Linked DNA regions of Sus scrofa: all the other regions are linked to region 3. Evidence: chromatin contacts called from public HiChIP or PLAC-seq data. All regions are on one chromosome and are shown on one strand. Each heading gives the region's core, a stretch centred on a gene start, on an enhancer-like site or on the middle of the called end of the contact. The rest is flanking DNA. Distances are from core to core; before and after follow the strand shown.

Region 1 (4,383 bases), core at 471-2,970, 480 kb before region 3:
GACCATATAAATCCTTTCATATTAAACAATCAGAAAACATGACAAAATATGTGAAAATAATTTTAAGACATTGGACAACGAATCACAAGGCTATTATCCCAGAGGAGGGCAAGGAAGAGGAGAGCTTAGGCCTGGAGGCAGCTTACAGGTTACAGCACAGGACAATGAGCCATGTACAAAGCACGGGGGTTTCAGTGAGTCAAGGGGATAGACATCAGAGTCTAGCAAAGCCAAAGAAGTTAGAATTTATGGGACAGAGTTACCAGAGAACGGAACTGCATAGAGGGAGAAAGCTCTGGATGTGCAAATGTGTTCCCTTAAGTCAGGCTGGGTCATGATCTACACGACCGTGGAAGGAAACCATCAAGATTTTATTCATAAGGAAACAGGAGACAACCAAAATTAAGAAATAGTCTACAGAATAACAGGCCTACAGGTTTCAAAGAGTCAAGGTCAAGAAAATGAAAGGAAGACCAAAGAACTAACCTAGACTAAAGAAGTCTAAAATGACCTAACAAGGAAATACACCAAGTGATCTTGAAATGGATCCTGCAGCTCTGCAATGGTTCAAGGAAAGGTGGTAGGTAATTTAGCCTTGTGGCATAAAGAGCCAAGCATTCACCACTAGGTTACAAATCACAAAAAGGCAGGAAACATGTTAGTTGTGTTCATTACCAGATACCTAGTGACTAGCACCCCAAAATGCTTTACATATACACATAGACACTCAAGAAATATTTTCTAAAATAAGGGATATTGGAGTTCCCATCGTGGCTTAGTGGTTAACGAACCCAACTAGTATCCATGATGACATGGGTTTGATCCCTGGCCTTGCTCAGTGGGTTAAGGATCCAGTGTTGCTGTGAGCTGTGCTGTACGTCACAGACGCAGCTTGGACCCTGCATTGCTGTGGCTGTGGTGTAGGCTGGTTACAGCTCCAATTAGATCCTTCGCCTGGGAACCCCCACTGCCATGGGTGCGGCTCTAAAAAAATAAATAAATAAAATAAGGGATATGTGAATGCATATTGTGTTGGTGGTGATTTTTATTATTTATTTTTATTACTACTATTAATTTGGAAGTTCCCAGGCTAGAGGATGAATAGGAGCTACAGCTGCCAGCCTATGCCACAGCAACGGTAGTAGCCGAGCTGCATCTTCGACCTACAGCAGGTCAAAGTAGTTCATGGCAACGCCAGATCTCCAACCCACTGAGCGAGGCCAGGGATCAAATTCTCATCCTCATGGATTCTAGTCAGATTCATTTCCGAAGGGAACTCCTTTTGGTGGGTTTTTAGATCCCTTGTTCGCTATTCCTATTTTCTTTTCTTTTTTTTTTTTTTTTTTTTTTTTTTTTTTTTGTCTTTTTTTTTGCTATTTCTTTGGGCCGCTCCCGAGGCATATGGAGGTTCCCAGGCTAGGGGTTGAATTGGAGCTGTAGCCACCGGCCTATGCCAGAGCCACAGCAACGTGGGATCCGAGCCGCGTCTGCAACCTACACCACAGCTCACGGCAACGCCGGATCATTAACCCGCTGAGCAAGTGCAGGGACCGAACCCACAACCTCATGGTTCCTAGTCGGATTCGTTAACCACTGCGCCACGACGGGAACTCCCTGCTATTCCTATTTTCTGAACTTGGTTGTTTCCATGTCTGGAGCTTCCTGGTTCCTCTAGAATTACAAATGGGGAGAGGGTGTCCTTCACTTGTGCTGCTCCTCCCACAGCCCTCTGCTTCCTCTCTCCTTAATGACTAAGCTTTTGGCTTTTCTGCCCAGTCACCCCATGGACATACACATAAGGTTAAGAAATTGAATAATAATGGGAAAAAAAAGAATGTATACATGTAAGTGTAACTGGGTCACCGTGCTGTACAGTAGAAAAAAAAAATTGTATTGGGGAAATAACAATTTAAAAAAAAAACTAAAAAAAAAAAAAAAAAGAAATTGAATAACAGTTCACAACCAGAAGAAGGTCCATTATCCACAAAATACCTGGGTTTTTTCCATTGAGGCACTACAGTTACCATTCCTCCCAAATTCAGTGCCTGCACTTTTTATAGCCTTGGCCTGGAGAGCTGCATAATGACTTTTTGTTTTTGTTTTTGTTAAAAAGAGGCCAGCTTGTTGGGATCCAACAAGGGCTACTGTTTCCTGTAGGTACTGGGAATATTTCGATTAATCTTAGTAACAACCCCTATCAGCACTGAACATAGTGAATTATACATGGTAGATTCTTCCCCCCACTCCATGTTTTAAAATAGACTTTATTTTTCAGAGCAGTTTTAGGTGCACAACAAAATTAGAAGATAAAAGAGTTCCTTTATATCCCCTGAACCTACACAGGTACAACCTCCCCGTCTATCCTGCCCTACATCCCCCACCACAGTGGTACATTTGTTCCGGTAGACTCCTAGTTATAAATACATATGCTCATATTCATGCGCACGTGCACACACACACACACACACACTCACACGGAATACATTTACTGTCCATGCATCACACTTCACAATAAAGACATTTATTGATCTTGTAGGTTTCCTGTCTGTGAAACAGAAGGTGGTTGGGGTTGATTAACAGAAGTCTCCACTACATGTTATTTTAATTGTGCTATGGTAAAGGAGTCTGTATCTCCAACTGAACAGACAATTTATGCTTCATTAAATTCTCCTCTCGTCTTTGCACTTCAGGTACTTCGATTAGATGGCAGCTCTATTTTGAATGGCTCATTCAAGCATGACAAGATGCCAGTGAGTATCTGGAGAAGCAAAAGAATTAAAAGCACCCTTTACGTCTGGAAGACACTACCTCTCACTTCTTATAACACTCAATTGAACCCAGTGGTTCATAAATATTCACAAGTCTGAAAAAAAGTATCTTAGATAAATGAACAAACATCACAGAATTCCTTGATAGGAGGCTCAACTCATACTTCAAAATTAGAAATTTATTTTTGCAGAAGTGAAATGTTTGCCTCATCAGGCACATTTGAGAACTAGGTGGCTCAGAGATCTATTAGTTTTTAATTACAGTATGCACAGAATATTAACTCTTCAGTGATTGAATCTGATCACCAATACATAAAGCCTGCAAGATGTAAAGCTTGAAGATTTTTATGTTCTGAAATTGAATGATACATTGCATATTTGAATATTTTCTTTGAAATTCAAAGCTTAATTTCAGTCCAAATATGAGTTATATTTCTACACTCATATATTGACTTGGATTTACACCAACAAAAAGCTTTAAATATGTGGGGATAAGATTTTGTACAAGTTGTTTTACCAGTATCATAACTTCATAGAGAACCAGGCAGCCTGTAGTTTCATCAGCGAAAAGCTGAGAATCTTAAATTTGTTTCTAATAATAAAATTACTACTGACTCCTTTTGAAGTAAGGCTTTACAATATTTTTAAGTTGTTTATATTCATGAACCAATAAATAATATAAAATGATTCTTTCAACTCATCATTTCAGAAGACATCATCTTTAAAACAGAGCCTTTATGGCTGGATGTTCATACTTCTTTTTTAAAAAGACACCATTTTCTCTGGGATTTCTGCCCTACTTTCCATAGTGTCGGATAAAATGCCTTCCTCACTTTATTCCCCAGCTTGCTAACATCCAGATGCCTTGGAAATTGAGCTAGGAGCTAGAGTACTCTTTTTGCATTTATATTTTCTCTTTCAAGATGGAAACGAGGGCCTTTTTAAAGCAGTTTAATCATTTCTCGGTGGTACAGGTTAATTCCAGAAGAAATTCAATGGAAATATGAATACTCAGAGAAAAAATGGAAAAACTCAGGGAAGCCAACTGAAATGATTATCAGTGATATTCATGATATGAGCTCAGCTGACAGATTTAATTATTCAGTAGCAACCTTACAATTCCATTGTCTTTCCTCAATGGCTGGGAAAATATTTTTTATGAAAATTGCTTCTTTAGCTTATTTACTATCTTGCATGTCCAGAAGTCCTTTGAACCACTGCTGGTATTTGTTTCACCAAATCCCTTCTCTTTCACTGGAGCCATGGCTCTCCCCCTTCCTGCCTCCACACATACTTTCCTTAAACAAACATCCTTTAAAAAAAAAAAGCAAAGAAAATCTCCACTTTCCATTTTTGTTTGACTTCCCACACATTGCTGTTAACTCTTCCCAAACAGATAGAAGACCTGCTTGGACTCTTCCACTGGTGGCTTTTTCACAAGATCTCTTCTCTCTAAATACTGTGATATATTCCTCTGAAAAGAAATTGTCCCTTTCAGGGTCACCCCCCACCCCCGAAGAGTTATCATGTCATCTGTAAACTTTGCTATTTTCACAGTAATAGCTCTCCAGTGGCAAAGATTACATGGATGGAATGGCCAAGTGCATGGTTTAAA
Region 2 (4,345 bases), core at 71-2,570, 260 kb before region 3:
TGATGTTTAAAAAAATCATGTAAGTATCAACTATTTTTAAATGCCAATTTAAATGAAATGATAAAATACAGGAGTTAAGAAAAAATGTTCAGCTTTTGAATGGTTTATGAATTTCTTTCAAAAATAATTTTAAAAAGCTTAATATTTGTCTTTTTAAACTAGGGACTAAAAATTCTTATCATATTTTGTCATTCAAAAATATTTACTAAAAATCCTTAAAAACCTTACTTGCTGTAATTTAATTAGAGATCTCTAAAATCCAAATTCCTACTTAAAATATTTATATAGACAACAAGAAATATTTACAAATTACTTTATTGACCTAGAGACAAGATAAAAAGAAATTATTAGTCTAAAAACATTAAAAAAATTTTTCAAGGTAGTTTATCTACTAGGAAAACTGCCTATAAACTTTAAAAATTAACAATTATTTATGATGAGATTGAAAAGAACTGGTGAATACAATGGATGGTAACCATGCATTTAATTAAATTTTCTTGCAAAGAAAAGTGTAAGTAAAAGTTAACATTGAGATAGTTCTGGTTTAGCTAATAGCCAACTAAGCTGTATTAGACTAACTCTCCTGGAGATAACATTTACAAACTGTTAACACGCCCCCACCCCAAAAAAAAACCCCAAACACAAAAACCTATTTCAAGGACTGGAGAAAGACAGAAAACAGGCAGCAATTAGAGAGTACTCAAACAGGATGAGATTCATGTTTATCTGACTGTGCCTCACAGGGCACTCTCCAGTCCTGGAGCTCACGTAGAACAAGTAGAAACCACACTTCCTGACTTGAGGTATCAAAGGATAGAATTCTGGGCTAAACACACACACATACACACACACAATCACACAAATAGGAGAGAAAATGTAAGAAAATTAGAGGATCAGTACAGTACAGGATGAGTTAAAACCCAATAACAGAATTAGCCAAAAGAGACATACCAACAGAAAAGGAATTGAAAAAACAGAAGAAATTCATGAACGGAAAGATTTAAATTTCCTAATGGAAAGAGTTGACTAAAGTCCTAGGACATTGGATCAAAAGAGGACTCAAAGAAAAGCACAGTATCATCAAATTTCAGAACATATGAGACAAAAAGAGAATCCTAGAAGATTACAGAGCAGTAATATAGGCTACATGTGAATTAATCACAAGGAATTAGAACAGTACTGGATTTCTACAGCAATGCTGGATACCAGAAGTCAATGAATTAATGTCCTCAAAATAATAAAGACATACTCAGAGAATATGTTTCACCACCCAATGTGATGAAATAAATCAAATTACATCACAATATTTTTCTAAGAAGAAGAAGCAGTAACATTTATTGGTACATATTAAGTTTCAGGCATTGTCAGTTCATACAGAACTCTCTGAGACTAATAGTAATAAATTCAGATTTGAGCTCTGGATCTAAGAATAAAATGCTATAAGAAATATAAGAAATGTAGTCAATAAGTTTCTGTAGAACCCTACACAAAAACTTGAAATTTGATTAAATGTTCTTTCTTTAGTTGCTACAATTTATATGCACAAGGCAATCCACATTACAGAAAGATGAGTCAGACAGAATATCTGCTTTACATAAATGTAAAGAGAGTAATAATATTTTATAAGTCCTACAATGTTAATAGATTAATTTCAGAAAACCGATACAAACTATAATACCACAACCATGAATTTTCAGTCTTTAAAAGTTCAAAGTATAAAAGTAGTCAGAGAAAAATGTCAAAATTACAGTACTAAAATTACTGTTTTCAATGAAATAATGTCATTTTTGCATGAAATACCAAGTGTTTTGTGGTAACTATGTAAATAAGTCATGTTACATAGAATAGCACCTTGCTGTTAGCAAATATTAAAACCAGAACCCTAGTCAGTTAAGTCCAAAAGAAATCAACTATTTTGGCATAATGTAGTTCTAGTTCTGTGAATTTTTTCTTATGAAGCAATCTCAAATAAGAACACTTATTCACTGCAAAAATGTGCAAGTGGTATAGAAGTTATTGTATTTTGACAGTGTAGAATATCCATTCATTCATTCAAAGGGGTGCTAAGGGATGAATCCTTAAAACTCAAGTTAGGAAGCAGTGCAAGAAGAGAGGGTAGTATTGTGAAAATACAGTGTATACAGAAATTAAAGTTATATGAAAAATCATAGCCATTGGGGCAATAATGACAGACACAAAATGCATTTTTCAAACAAATTTTTAAATAGTTTTTCTTTGACTGTATGACTCAAAGGTTTATCTTTAACTACTAGAAATGCTTTGGCATTTATGGTCATGGTTACAAGATAGTAAGGGGGAAAAAAATTACCCTTAAGCCAGTTCAGAAAACTAGAGAATGTAGACTCTTTAAAAGTTATCAGAATTTAATTTTATAAATCAGTGTTTGGCTATAAGTTGAAGAAGGAGGCCACAATGCCTGGTATGCACATATAGAGCTCCTTTTTGGAAAGGTAGCCCCAACCAATTTATTTAATTTTTAAACTGGGTAAGTAAACTTTTCAAGTTCATGGCAAGCTTTTAGAAGTTAGATAAATTCAAGTTTGCCACCCAAGTATTACTAACTAGGCCAAAGCATAAGCCAAGGAAAGTTCTAAGGGGGTGGTCAACTGCTTTCAAAATGACTTGACCTTAACTCTTCCCAAATGGATTCTATATAGTCAGTGACAGCAATCATCATATTCCATGTTCCCTTAGAATTTCCAAGGAAGTAGTGGTTTTTAAGCAAATAAATAGAAGGTGGCTCCCATAAGATTAGGTTTTTTTCCCTCAACTGGACAGAGCTAATATTCCAGTTCAGTGCACATTAGTTTTACCGGAATTAGAAACCAGGTATTACTATAGAGCCAAAAGAGGTTAGTTTTTATTCTGTGCTTATTTTCCCCTTAACCAAAATACTCTCATCCATGTAGATATTCTGAATATACTTCTACCCTCAATGGTCAACTGAATAGATCTCATCAACGGTTTTAAGAAATCTGACCAAATTGCTGTACAATCTTGAAAGATTTTCTGGATTTGACTACATACTGAAATAGCTATCTCAAAAGCAAATTCCTATTTGTTTAGCTTTTTTTTTTTTCTTTTTGGCAGTGCCTACAAATTCCTGGGCTAGGGACTGAATCTGTACCACAGCAGTGACCCGAGCCACAGCAATGACAATACCAGGTCTTTAACCACTAGGCCACCAGGGAACTCCTGTTTAGCATTTGTTTAATTGAGATTTTCATTTTTAACAACTCTATATCTTAGCAACAACTTTGTTTAATGAGCATAAATTCAGTCTACTTTAAATTTTGAGGTTGTCAAGTATAAAAATTAAATTGGTTTTAATAGCCATTTTTTAGACCTAAATGCCATATCAAAGACTGACAATTAGACGTGAATTCAAGTTTTTCTTAACACACTTATTTCTTCCTATGTACATCTTCCTCTTAGCTGAAGCTAAAAATATGAAGAAAACCAAGATATATTAACAAGTGCCCTAGAATATGAAATTCTCTTCTTTCTTATCTACATTCTAGGTACTTAAATTCCAGAACAAGATACACAAAAGATTAAATATTATCTAGATGAGGATGCTTTGCCAATAAGCTGTGATCTTGATCTCTGAACTTCAAATATTTGAAATAATACTATTGTCCAACCTGTTACCCTAATTCCCAGGTATAATATGAGTGACATTCAAAAAGAAAAAGAAAAACTACTATATAACTTCAAAGAATTGTTCATCCCCACACTTTAAATCCAAAACTTTAAGGGAATTTTTCACCAAATCCAATATGTACATTAAAGGCACAAAGAAATAAAAGTTTCCCTGCCCAAAGAGACTCTTGTAAAGAAGTATTCATTATATGGCATGAGAAGTGTTATTTTAAAATGCATGCTCACTGAATTATGTTCAGTAATTTTCATAAGCACATCAATCTCAGAATAGATAAGCACATTTTGAGGATCACAGTAGTAGCACTATGAAATTTTAATGATTATATCAATATATAGGACCATAATCAGTCCCTTAATAACAAGACTGGCAATAGCTAGTGCAATGGTTATATTTATGTGTCAATTTTACTTGGATGCCCAGAGTGGTTAAACATTTTTTCTGGGTGTTTCTAAAAGAAAATAGCATTTGAATTAGTGGACTATTAGCAGACTGCCTGTGCCATTGTGGGTGGGTACCATTCAATCAACTGAGGGCCAAGAAAAAAGCCAAAAAACAGAGGAAAGTTAAATTCACTTTCTGCCTATCAACCTGAACTGCAACATAGGGTTTTCCCTGTCCTTTGTGCTTCTAGTTCTTAGGGCTTAAGACTTGGACTGGAAT
Region 3 (4,908 bases), core at 994-3,493:
CAACCCTGTACTATTACCCAACAGCACGTCTCCCACTAGCAGTTGATTAGGGTTGGTAATGGTGTAAGCGCAGATTGGGCAACGCAGAGCTTTATATAAAGGCACGGTTTTTCACTGGAGTTTTTCTACTTGATTCAAAATAGGAGACAGTATTTTGATACATATAGAGAAGAAGGTATATTCTTCCTTTGTTTCAGGCCCCAACATGGCTCAACAGGCTACTACATATTATTTTCCTAAATTTACACATTTCCCTAAATTTAGAGGCAGGAGCTAACCTGCCCAGGGTCATGTGAACTCGTGAGTTTTTGCCTGGGGTTCCGTCCCAGCAGCTTGCCCTGCTGAACATGCTGCATCACACAGACTGTGGCTCTGCAGGGACAACATTCTTTCATGTTATGTTAAATGTTTCTGGCTCCCCAGGGGGCAAAACCATGTAAGCAGCATGTCTGTCTGGGATGTACAGAGCTTTGCATGGGTATGTCTGGCTCCAGGTGTGACTTGGAAGAAGCTGGACAAGACCTGGATCACAGGTGCCTCATTCTCCTCCAGCACAAGTCCTTTTGCCTTGATGCCTCATAAAAGTGAAATTTTGGTTTTCTTTACATAATATGCCATGATGTGAAAAAGGTCAGAAGATCCCACATGCTGTCAGATCCAAGCTCATTTCTACTTGGGAGTTCTAATTCTCTTTCATTCTCTCTGTACTGACCTCCTACCCTATCTCAGGAAAGGTTAGAACAGCGATGCTGTAACTTAGTCATTTGAAGCTAGTAATTTCAATAATTTTGACATAATTAAGAGCTTCCTCATTCCATCACCTCTTGTATTAGCAGTGTAAGAGTCTATCTCTCCCACTGAAATGTGCAATTCCTTGAGTGGTTGGACCTTGTGTCACTACATGGTGTATCTTTTTCCTTTCCTGCTTCAACTCTAGAGTCTAGCACAGTGCTTTGCATGCATCAGCGCTTAATAAATGCTAATCGGAGTGAGAATTAGAATATGAAAATGTTTTGTTGTGTCCTCCTAAGGGAATATGTTGGGAACATGCAAGCACATACAGAGCTATTCAGAATTCTTCAAATAAGCTCATGATCCAGTCAACTGCTCATTGTTACCATCTGTGCATTCACTCCTTCAAATATAATCATTTGCCATAAGCGTGTATGACTTAGATACCACAAAAAATAAAAGAGCAGTTTTAAGTCCCAAACTCAAAACTGGGCAATTTAGTTGTTAAAACTATTATTCAACTGATAGTTGCTTTTCATTCAGGCGCCCAACTGAGAGAGGAGGCCCACAGTATAATTCACTAGAAGAAGTTCCCCTTCAAAATTTATTAGTGGAAATTTAGGACATTGCTTGAAGTTATTTTATAAAATTCCGGCATGCTTTCTTTCTTTTTTTTAAAAGAACTTTTTATTTATTATTATTTATTTATTTTTTGTCTTTTGAGGGACGTACCCGCAGCATATGGAGGTTCCCAGACTAGGGGTCTAATCAGACGTGTAATTGCTGGCCTGTGCCAGAGCCACAACAACTCGGGATCCGAGCCGCCTCTGCGACCCACACCATAGCTCATGGCAACGCTGGATCCTTAACCCACTGAGCGAGGCCAGGGATCGAACCTGCAACCTCGAGGTTCCTAGTTGGATTCGTTAACCACTGCGCCACGCCACGATGGGAAGTCCAATTCTGGCATGCTTTCTAACTCCATTTCTGGGAAGTTGTGCTATCTAGTAAACATAAACCAGCTTGAGGATTAATTTACTTATAGGAGGTGTGGGGGGGAGGTGGCTGTATTATTAGGTCCGCCCAGTAGGGCTTTTTGGTTTTCTTTTGTTTTTAAAACCAAGACTCTCTCTTCTTGAATAGTTCTGTGGGAAATGTGTTGCTTGGCAACCCCCCCACACACACATCCTCACCCTCTGCATGACTGGGGGCCATTTACTCTCAGAGAAACCACCAGGAGGAAGCTGCCTGTGAGGGAGATGAGCTGTCAGCAACACTGCACTCAGAGGACTGCCCTTGCAGAGAGCTGCAAGCAGACAAACCAGAACTCCAGAGCCCCTGGTCTCCTGGCTCATTTGAATTTGTCCTCTAGTCTGTTACATATTTTTTTCACACGTATAATCGTTTGTTTGCAGTCTGGAAATATAAAACCAGTCAAGAAACAGAGGCCAGAGTATTGGTAAGAAACTTCTAATCCACATTTAATATCTCACAATGTGTGTGGTAAGCAACTGAGTGATTTATCCTGTTCTCCTCTGTCTGCGTCTCAAGTTCTGTGTACTTCCCTTTGGATGGAAGTCATCTGTTGTTCTGCTCACAGCGTGTTAGGAGTGTTTGAAATTCAATGCGACTAGAGTGGAAACACCTTTTTCATTGTTTCTCTTTTCCTTGTGATTTTCTACTGATTTTCACCCAGAGATTAGGTTTAAAATAGCAAAGAGGAATAATTCTGGGGAAAAAAAAGAAGTTGAACAATGGAGGCAAACAGTGTGGGTTTATTGCGAAAGGGGAAAAATATCTTACAAGTATTGTCTCATCTGGTGGTCACAACAATCCACTGAAGACCCGTGTGTGTGTGTGTGTGTGTGTGTGTGTGTGTGTGTGTGTGTGTGTGTGTGTGTTGGGAGCAAGGTCCTATTATTATCTCCATTTTGCAGATTAGTACCTGCAACTCAGAGATGTAAAGTAACCTTCGAGGTCACACAGCTGGTGATTTTCAGGGCTAGGAATGAGGCCAGGCAATCTTAAATCACTATCCTGTACCGTATTGCTGAAATAGCTTTAAATTACTCAGTTCAGGGAAAGGGAAGTTGCCTACATCATTAATGCATGTCGATTATGCTCAGATGGTAAAATCGAAATAACTCAAATGATCTCTTGGAAAGATACTCACACTAAGAGAGCATCTGCCTGGTGTTCGTCTCCAAGAGAACGTGAATCAGTGAGAAGGTTAAAACATCCCTGCTTTGCTATTGTAACAGTACAACATGACATTATGGCATAATTCTGGGCCATCGGAATTTTCCCTGGATAATTATAAAGCTCTGCTTGTTCAGACAACCTGGGTTTATTGGTCCCTGGGAGGGAGACAAGAAAAAGGAGGGGAAAGGTTGCAGAGATGGTGTGAAAGGACCTTGGGGAAAGGGACCAATCAGAGCTGCTCTCCGTGCTGGTAGAAATGAGCCCTGCTCCTCTTTTGTTCCTGCTCCAAGTTATTTGGCATCCTTTTCTTCTCTCTTCTTGATTCTATTACACTCCCTTGGGGCAGAATGATAGTCACAACAGCCAATTAGGGGGACACTGAAGGAAGAAGGGTCCCCAGTGACAGCTCCTTCTCTGTCCACAGAGAAACAATCACCTCCCTGGAAGTGGTTGTAATTGCCCTGCTTCTTTCTTCTTTCCAGCCTCCCCATCCCTGCCCTCTCAATCAAGCTCCTTGGCCTAAAGCTAGTGAATTACAGGGACCAGAACAGCATGAATAGGCTCCATGCAGGTGGTTTGAATTAACTTGCAGGCAAACCCAAGCCTCCTTCTGGGATCAGCTAGCGTTCATCCCCAAGCCCCGCAAGCACCAGAGTGTTTCTCAAGGTGTGCACTTGGACCACCTGCATCAGGCTCACGTAGGAGCTGGTTAAAAAGGTAGATTCCTGGGAGCCTCTGAGTCAGAAGCTTTTAGGGTGAGGCTGGGAAAGCAGCATTTTTAAAAAGCACCCCTGGTAATTCTTGAATACATATAGTTTGAAAACCACTGCCCTACTACTTGCAAAATACTTTTACATAGATTGCCAGGCTCAAGTCCCAGATGCTCCAGAGGTTTGTTTCCTTATGCCCTTGTCTGTGCTGTTGCTGGTTTCCTCTGCAATCAGTCTAGCACCTCCAACCAGTGGGTCCTCTGTTAACAGGCCTGAGAAAACAAAGTCAATTTCCCTGCTAAAGGGGACAATGAAAGGAAAATCAAAAAACTTTAAAAAAATAAAAAGACCAGAAGTGAGTTACTCCTAGTGGAGGATGGAGACTTAGTCTCAGCCAAATCTTCTGCACAATGCCTGAAGCAAGACTGGGCTTGAAACTGGCTTTGTCTCTCTGCCTCAGTTTCCTCATCTATTAAATAGGGGTAGCAAAGTATTTAGCTCATAGGGTTGTTGTGAGGATTAAGCGAGTTAATATAGATACAGCGCTTAAAACAGCACCTGGATCAATCATAGCAGCTAGCTAGCCAAGGAGGCAGAGGATGGCATGTTGACAACCTACAATTCAATAAATCCATGAGTCTCCAACTTACAGTTCATAAAACTTAAATACTATTGTCATTTTTTGGATGCTTCAATAAAGATGTAAGAAAAAATATTAACAGAACTCACATAGAGGTTTCGCATCATTGGCACCAGTGATAGTTTAGGCCTGATACTAATTTCTCAAGGGTCCAGGGATTGTTTGGTGCATATTGGATTTTTTTCTTTTTTGACCAGCATCTATGTCCACTACCAGTACTAGCCTCCTAGCTTTGACAATCAGAAATACCTCCACATATTACCAAATGTCTCCTGGGGTGAGGGGCAAAATCACTCCTTGTTTATAATTGCTTTATATTCATCAGTTCACATTTTCAGAAGTGGTCACAGAGATTATATTCGCTCATTTTCTAACACCCCCTTCAAGGGAAGGAGTGCCACTCGTCTATCATTGCTCCCAGTTTATGAATTAGAAGATACTGAGATTAAGTGGCTTGCCCAAGGTCATCCAGCTGATTCTCAGGATCCCAGTTTAGTTCTCAATTAATTGCTACCCTCCACATCCATGTCTATGAAATGCAAAACTGTTGAGTGCCAGCTAAATAAGTTTTGTAATTTCTGATGACTTTTCATCATTTACTTTGGCAAAAAGTGAGTAAGCAAG

Evidence for each region. HiChIP or PLAC-seq counts read pairs in DNA pulled down with a chosen protein or histone mark.
Region 1: an H3K27ac HiChIP or PLAC-seq map of alveolar macrophages shows a contact between it and region 3. The contact joins two enhancer-like sites. A contact is called at or near these places in 1 of 47 Hi-C or Micro-C datasets (embryonic fibroblasts) and 1 of 2 datasets of contacts at active chromatin or transcription factors (alveolar macrophages).
Region 2: an H3K27ac HiChIP or PLAC-seq map of alveolar macrophages shows a contact between it and region 3. The contact joins two enhancer-like sites. A contact is called at or near these places in 1 of 47 Hi-C or Micro-C datasets (embryonic fibroblasts) and 1 of 2 datasets of contacts at active chromatin or transcription factors (alveolar macrophages).

The regions. Positions count from the first base shown.
Region 1 is chr2:91,661,733-91,666,115 of Sscrofa11.1, reverse strand. No RefSeq gene overlaps it. Among named protein-coding and RNA genes, the nearest start is that of VCAN, 36 kb to the left of the region's middle. Within about 2 kb of position 1,720, at least 1 of the 83 cell types and tissues checked has an H3K27ac peak or open chromatin away from gene starts, as enhancers often do. A contact at or near this core is called in alveolar macrophages, where this site is marked.
Region 2 is chr2:91,444,851-91,449,195 of Sscrofa11.1, reverse strand. The region is part of intron 3 of XRCC4 (DNA repair protein XRCC4); the gene reads right to left. Among named protein-coding and RNA genes, the nearest start is that of XRCC4, 89 kb to the right of the region's middle. Within about 2 kb of position 1,320, at least 1 of the 83 cell types and tissues checked has an H3K27ac peak or open chromatin away from gene starts, as enhancers often do. A contact at or near this core is called in alveolar macrophages, where this site is marked.
Region 3 is chr2:91,180,381-91,185,288 of Sscrofa11.1, reverse strand. No RefSeq gene overlaps it. Among named protein-coding and RNA genes, the nearest start is that of TMEM167A, 180 kb to the left of the region's middle. Within about 2 kb of position 2,243, at least 10 of the 83 cell types and tissues checked have an H3K27ac peak or open chromatin away from gene starts, as enhancers often do. A contact at or near this core is called in alveolar macrophages, where this site is marked.